Linked DNA regions of Mus musculus: region 1 is linked to region 2. A link is a contact called in public promoter capture Hi-C data. All regions are on one chromosome and are shown on one strand. The core of a region is the stretch at or near the end of the contact, and the rest is flanking DNA. Distances in the headings are between cores, read along the strand shown.

Region 1 (3,512 bases), core at 181-2,680, 640 kb before region 2:
AACAAATGTTATAAATATATATATCAATAATAAGAAGAAATTGTATATTCTATGATACACATTTATACATAGAATTAATTATAGTCAGTGTTTGGAATTATATAGTAACAAAATTAAACCATGGTATTTAGATATGAGGAATGTAACTATTGAGAAAATAATGGAAATTTTGCTAATAAAGAGAGAATAAAAGAAATGTAAATTGCTAGGTATCCTTTTAATTTAAATCTGCTGTGCCGTGTATTGAGATCAGAAAATTACTTAGGTCATTTAATTAACATATGTGTAACATATGTTATTCTGGGTGGTCATTCTGCAATGAGTATTAAAGAACTCTTAAATATGTATATAATTGTTTTATCAAAGTTATTTATAGTGGTAGCAGATTACTACTCAGAGACTTTTCAAATTTTGTAATTGCAAGACAGAAGTAATCTAAGTTAATAGATAAGATTTTCTCATTATCATATGTGATTGACTAAATAATGGTTCAACACAAGACTGAAAGAGGTCCAATAATCCCCAATGCAAATAGGAATGTGACTGTGTACATGATGGTCTATTCTAGGGAATAATAGTAACTTGAATTAAAGGAAACAATCTGTTGTTAAGACTGAGAATAAAAGATGTGTCAGTTCTCTTCATACCCAACAAAAGAAACTGTAATTATTATCTAATATCTTTCAGGAATACATTGAATATTCACGGTGTTTAACCTTGAACATGATTAATTTTTCTCATGCCATGCTCTTAATTTGGCCACATGACTAAAGCATTTTTAATTGTTTGAAATTAAATATTTATTTTTATTAAAAATAGATTCTAACATTTTTTCATGCTAAAGTGTTTTTTGTTGTTCTTAATTGCTGACAAATAGCTGGTTATGTCCTCTTTTAATATATAAACACAATGAATGATGGTTTGCTAAAGGTAAGAAATATGAAAATTTCAAGATGGTTGTAATATTCTTCCATTTAGTGTCATACACTTGGCATTTGTAACCATATATTGGGTATTTAGAGTGGGCAAATATACTCTAACTTGGACTAATGGCCACTGCAATCTTGTCAGTGCTTACATAACTTTGCAATATGTTTCTGATGACTGTAATGTTATTTTATCATGAAGTAATATAGCATTAAATAAATGGATCTATTATTTATATAAGCATATGAACATAATTTTAGTAGAATGATACTGATGAGTATCCCATCTTATTACAGATGATAAAAATACAATAGTGAAGAACAAAGGACAATGTCCTAAATTACTGATCACTGACTGCCCACATAAGAACCCATAACAAGGCAGAACATTCACAAATGGAATAAATTGTCATCTTACTCCATGATTCACATGATTCACAGGAGATTCTACTGCTCCACTCTCTCAAGTTCCATTAAGTTTTATTTCTCTCTTCTTTTATAATCTGAAAAGTGATGGCTTATGAAGTGATGAACCAGACTTCTGCGACCACATTCATCTTGGTTGGTTTCTCAGAATATCCACAGCTCCAAAAACCCCTCTTCCTCCTGTTCTTGGCCATCTACTCAGTAACATTGGTGGGGAACCTGGGCATACTTGTGGTTATAAAGGTCAATCCCAAACTTCACACACCCATGTACTTTTTTCTTAGCCACCTATCATTTTTAGATATATGCTATTCTAGTGTATTTACACCCAAACTTTTGCAGATCTTGATCATGGAAGATAGGACTGTATCTTTCAAAGCATGCATGGTACAATTTTTCTTTATTTGTACATTCGTGATTACAGAAATGTTCATGTTAGCAGTGATGGCCTATGACAGGTTTGTGGCTGTTTGTAATCCCCTACTCTACACAGTTGTGATGCCTTTTCAATTCTGTGCTCTGCTAGTAGCTGGGACATATATGATTGGTGGACTATGTACTGTGATACTTCTATATACCCTTTTGCAACTCTCCTATTGTGAATATGGCATCATCAATCACTTTGGCTGTGAGTACTCCGCTGTCATCTCTGTGTCTTGCTCTGACTCCTCCTTTAGCCAGTTGACATCCTTAGTCATTGCTATAGTTAGTGAATCTTCTAGTGTCCTGATCACTCTAGCATCATATGTGTTCATAGTTGTCACTATTATAAAGATGCCTTCCAAAGGAGGACTGAGAAAAGCCTTCTCCACCTGTACTTCCCACCTGACTGCCATATCAATCTTCCATGGGATCATACTCCTCCTGTACTGTGTTCCCAACTCAAACAGCTCACGGCTCTTTGTCAAAGTGGCCACTGCTCTTTATACAATCATGATCCCTATGTTGAACCCCCTTATCTATAGCCTTAGAAATAAAGATGTGAAGGACACAGTCAGGAGACTTATCAGCTCAAAACTGCACTCTCACTTGACATAATTATGAATATTGTTCTGCATATACATGCATGTGCATTGTGGGTGTGTGTGTCTCTGTGTGTGTATGTGATGGCAAGACTCAGATATAGGCACACAGTAAGACAGAGATACATTGAGAGGCAAAGAGTGGTAAGAGTTGGGTGGGAGACTGTAGTACTTTTGTTAGTTCACATGCATTTACATTTTCTCTATTTTATATAAATATAGTGTAATTTGACACAGTGTAATAAATTTCAGAATAGGGAATATTTAGAAACTTCACTTCTAGACACTGTGGATGGTAGGATTCAGAAGTTTGAAGCAGAATTCATTAATTACATTTTTTAATATGCAGTTGGTTTTCTAAGATATCTTTAAATTCAGATGATAGTTATCTTGATGGAATCCATACTCTTGTGCTCTTAACTCACAAAGTTGTCTCTGTGCTGTATTGTGTAAATTTTACTTTGCTTTAATTTTTTATCTTATTTCATAAAGCAATCATATGTATGTTTGTGTTTTGTATTATGAAAACATCATCTTATATAAAGAAAGTCATTAATTCCAAAATACTGCTTCTATTTCCCACCAATTCTAGATAACAATATACTGTGTTTAAATGGTGAGGCAAAAATGATATAATTAATTGCTCCATTTATGGTAATAGCAAATAAATCAATTATTCAATGATAAAATCTTATTACTAATTTGTATATTTGATTGTGCATTCTCTCCCTGATTTTATTACTAAGAAATTAATCGCCCTTCCGCTCGACTCGAGCCCCAAGCTAACTTGCCAGCAGAGTCTTGCCCAACACCCGCAAGGGCCCACATGGGACTCCCCACGGGATCCTAAGACCTCTGGTGAGTGGTACACAGTGCCTGCCCCAATCCAATCGCGCGGAACATGAGACTGCGGTACATAGGGAAGCAGGCTACCCAGGCCTGATCTGGGGCACAAGTCCCTTCCGCTCGACTCGAGCCACTGGCTACCTTGCCAGCAGAGTCTTGCCCAACACCCGCAAGGGCCCACACGGGACTCCCCACGGGATCCTAAGACCTCTGGTGAGTGGAACACAGCACCTGCCTGCCCCAATCCAATCGCGCTCAACCTGATACGGCGGTACATAGGGAAGCAGGCTAC
Region 2 (3,408 bases), core at 342-2,841:
GTCACAGCCCTTGCTACCTATCCTCCAGTGTGATATCTTAGCTAAATATAATCACCACCAGGTTTATGAGTCTGCTCCTCTCTCTAATCCCCATTGCTTTAAACCAAGTGGTCAAATTCTAGATTAAAAAGAGACAACCACAAGACCCTAGAACCTTGCTGGAAAGGACCTCATACTGTGATCCTGACCATACCTATGGTTGTTAAGGTGGTTCAGATTTGGGTAGATCACCCCCACATTAAAGTCAACCAAGTGAGCTTGTAGGCCTGACTTAAAGTACCTTAGGGGAATTCTGGCATTCCAGTACCATTCCAGGAGAAAGATGATAGAAAGGTTGAGTTCCCAGTGGAGGAGACTTCCAGATGTACCACTACAAGAATAATCGAATGTCACCTCACACCCTGTCCACCCACTGAAACAAGGATTCCAGTGTTCCTGATCCTACCTGGTTGCTTCTTATGCTTTGATGTACCAGCCACTAGCTCCCTTACTAACTGGGTACCCATAGGGGGCGATGTAACAAACTTGTCATCAAGTTCACAGTGGCTGGCATAGAATGACTGCCAGTTCTTAACTACTCTCTTCCTGGACTTAATATAGAACTGTTGGTTACTGGTCAGGGGATCTACATTGAAAATAAGGTACCCATAAACTATTCCCATCTCTACAACTGCACTGTAAATCCTACTGTTACAGGATACATGCTGCCCCCAGAGAATACTTGGTGGCTAACTCCATATATTTTTGAAAGTAGGACTGAGGATTTTTATGTTCTAGTGCAGCTCATACCTAGAGTGACATATTACTCTGGGGAGAATGTCTTCAATAAGCTAACACCTCCAAACAATCAGGTTAAAATAGTGGCCATTTCCACTTTGTTACTAGGTTCTCTCCTTAGCATAGGGCTGGCTAGGACTGCTAGTGTAGGGGACTAAGCCCTATAATGCCATACAGATAGTGATAGATGCAGATACCTACAAAGTTCAGTTACTACAGTATATTATCAGGAAGCCCAGTGTGTGTCATGCAATCAGATATGGTCTTAGGTCTTTCTGGTATAGTTTACATGGGAGAGAGACAATGACATCCTAACCTGTTCTTCATGGCAAGCTCTCACTTCCAATCTCGACTTCTTGTGGCGCTGAGGTTCTAAAGGATAATTGAGTGAACAAGTAGAACTTGGTCATGAGGACATCCCCACCAGAGGAGATCATGTCCTCCTCCACATCTGTTTCATCTGCCAGATCCAGCTTGGGCTAAAGACCCTGGAACTGAGACATAGAGTATCTTTGCTCAGCTGATTGTAGCTGCTGATACTGCTCTTCACTCAAAATCAAAATTATTTATGAAACATGATCTCATAAAGGCCAGGCAGGCTTTTCCCTTCCCAAATTGGCCCAGTATCAGCAACCTCTAGTCAGTGCTCATGAGGTGGGACATGAAATAGGATCCTGTCTTCACCTTGTCCCTAACTATTGCCACCTCTGGATGACACATTTAATGCAATGAATTCCCAGATTCTCTAGGACCCGAGGAAGATGAGTTGGGTGGGGATTCCGGAATCTGGTCATTACTGGAAGCCACTTTTAGAAAAGGGTGGAGTCTAAAGGGTGGAGTCTAAAGGTTCAACAGCCACAGTGGTGTAGATAAGGGCGAATACCTGAAATTCCTGCATTTGGGAGAGAAAGGCCGAAAGATCCTGAAGTTCAGGGTCACCTTCAGTTACACTATTAACTGATAGCTTTTGGGACTTGATAGCTTATCTTATATCAAAACTGTACATACAAAACCAAGCAGGAAAACAACTAAAAATAAACCTCAGATAAGGAAATGGAGAATGTTAGAATCTTAGAGCCTAGAGTCACTGCTTTCCTTCCCGGAGATTTTGTTACCCTATTCAGTCACCACTGAGTCTACCTAAAGGGAATCAGCGGGGATGGGATGATACCCTGTTTAAGGTGACACAAAATTATCACTGCTTGCCTTATCCAATGCAAATGTTTCCAACCTGGTTTGTAGGCCAGGGTTGGTGGTACATTTATGATACTAAGGATGGCCTTTCATTTGTTGGATGCCAGTGTGGTTCACCGCGCAAGTTAGAGGCTCGTTCTGGATGCATGTCCAGCCCCTACTCATAAAACCAGAAACAACCCATTACTACAGGCTCATGCCTATAACCAAACTCTAAGGCAGGTAGGCAGGCAGGCAGGCAGGCAGGCAGGTTCCCTTTTATTTGCTACTAGCCTGTATATTCCAAGAATCCCAGAGCAGCCTGTATTACACAGTAAAATCAATATGAATGAATATACGTATATATTACTGACATACAAATGTATAACTAATATAAAAATAATGACTAAAGAAATTATGAAAGGGCTTGGGATATGGCTCAGTAGGGAAAGTGCTTACCTTTATTGTGTGGGTATCATAGAAAAATAAGAGATTATAAAAATTTTCTAAATGAGGTACTAGAGAGGTTTCTCAGCAGCTAAGGGCACTGGATATATGCTCTTCTAGAGGACTGGGGTTCAATTCCAAGGACTAACATGTTGGCTCAAATTCCTCTGTCACTCCCAATCCTGGAAGTCTAGTGCCCTCTTCTGGCTTCCATAAGCACCAGCTTGTATGCTGGGTTCACAGACAAAACATGTAGGCAAAACACTCATAACACATAAAGTAGATACACTTTTAAAAATATTAAGGCACTTTTGCACCTTTAATCACAAGAAAATATCAGTTTGCTGAGCATAAACAAAATACTGCTTAGAAATTTTCTTTATTTACTTTTAGTCCACACTTATACATTTATTTATTTATTTACTAAATTTATATAGGGATAGATTCATTTATCCCATGTCTTAAAGATCTGTTTTTATTATTTTTAGTTATGTGTTTGTGCTTGTCTCTGCTGAGAAATGTTCGCAGGGATGAAGGTGCCACATAGGCCACAAGAGTTGAATCCCTCTGGATCTGGAGGTTGAGATAGTTATGTGCTACTCGAAATTGATGCTGGGAATTGAATTCAGGTCCTCTAAAACAGCATTCCGTGCTCTAAACACCTGAGCTGTCATCTCTCCAGCCCACATATTTGTGGAGACTGGATCTCAGTACCCTGACATGACTAGCCTGGAAGCCACTTTGTAAACCAGGGCAGTCCTGAATTCACAGAGATCAGCCACCTCAGTCCCTAGAGCACTGAAGGGCAAGGGTACAGAGCTATGCTTGCCTCATTGGTTGCTAGTTTGTCCAGAAGAGGTGATACCTATTCAGTTTCCTGATGATCTGGGTAAGTGCGAGCCACAATCCTGTATCAAATCCCATTCTGTTCTTGAAGCAGGGTCTTAACATAGAGTTTTGGGTGTCCTGAAACTTTTTTTTTTTTTTTTTTTTTGAGAAAGGGTTTCTCTG

The links. Promoter capture Hi-C pulls out the DNA fragments that hold promoters and counts their contacts.
Region 1: a contact with region 2 is called in a promoter capture Hi-C map of embryonic stem cells, with 2.7 times the contacts expected there. The contact joins the promoter of Olfr1166 here to the enhancer-like site in region 2. A contact is called at or near these places in 4 of 39 promoter capture datasets (the 3T3-L1 cell line, embryonic stem cells and hippocampal neurons) and 2 of 9 other capture datasets (embryonic stem cells and liver).

What each region holds. Positions count from the first base shown.
Region 1 is chr2:88,122,911-88,126,422 of GRCm38.p6, reverse strand. It overlaps Olfr1166 (olfactory receptor 1166), which reads left to right and starts at 1,430. Exons shown (of 1, transcript NM_146650.2): 1 at 1,430-3,063. The coding sequence starts at 1,440. The coding sequence ends at 2,390.
Region 2 is chr2:87,479,589-87,482,996 of GRCm38.p6, reverse strand. No RefSeq gene overlaps it. Among named protein-coding and RNA genes, the nearest start is that of Pramel7, 11 kb to the left of the region's middle. Within about 2 kb of position 1,591, at least 9 of the 459 cell types and tissues checked have an H3K27ac peak or open chromatin away from gene starts, as enhancers often do. A contact at or near this core is called in embryonic stem cells, where this site is marked.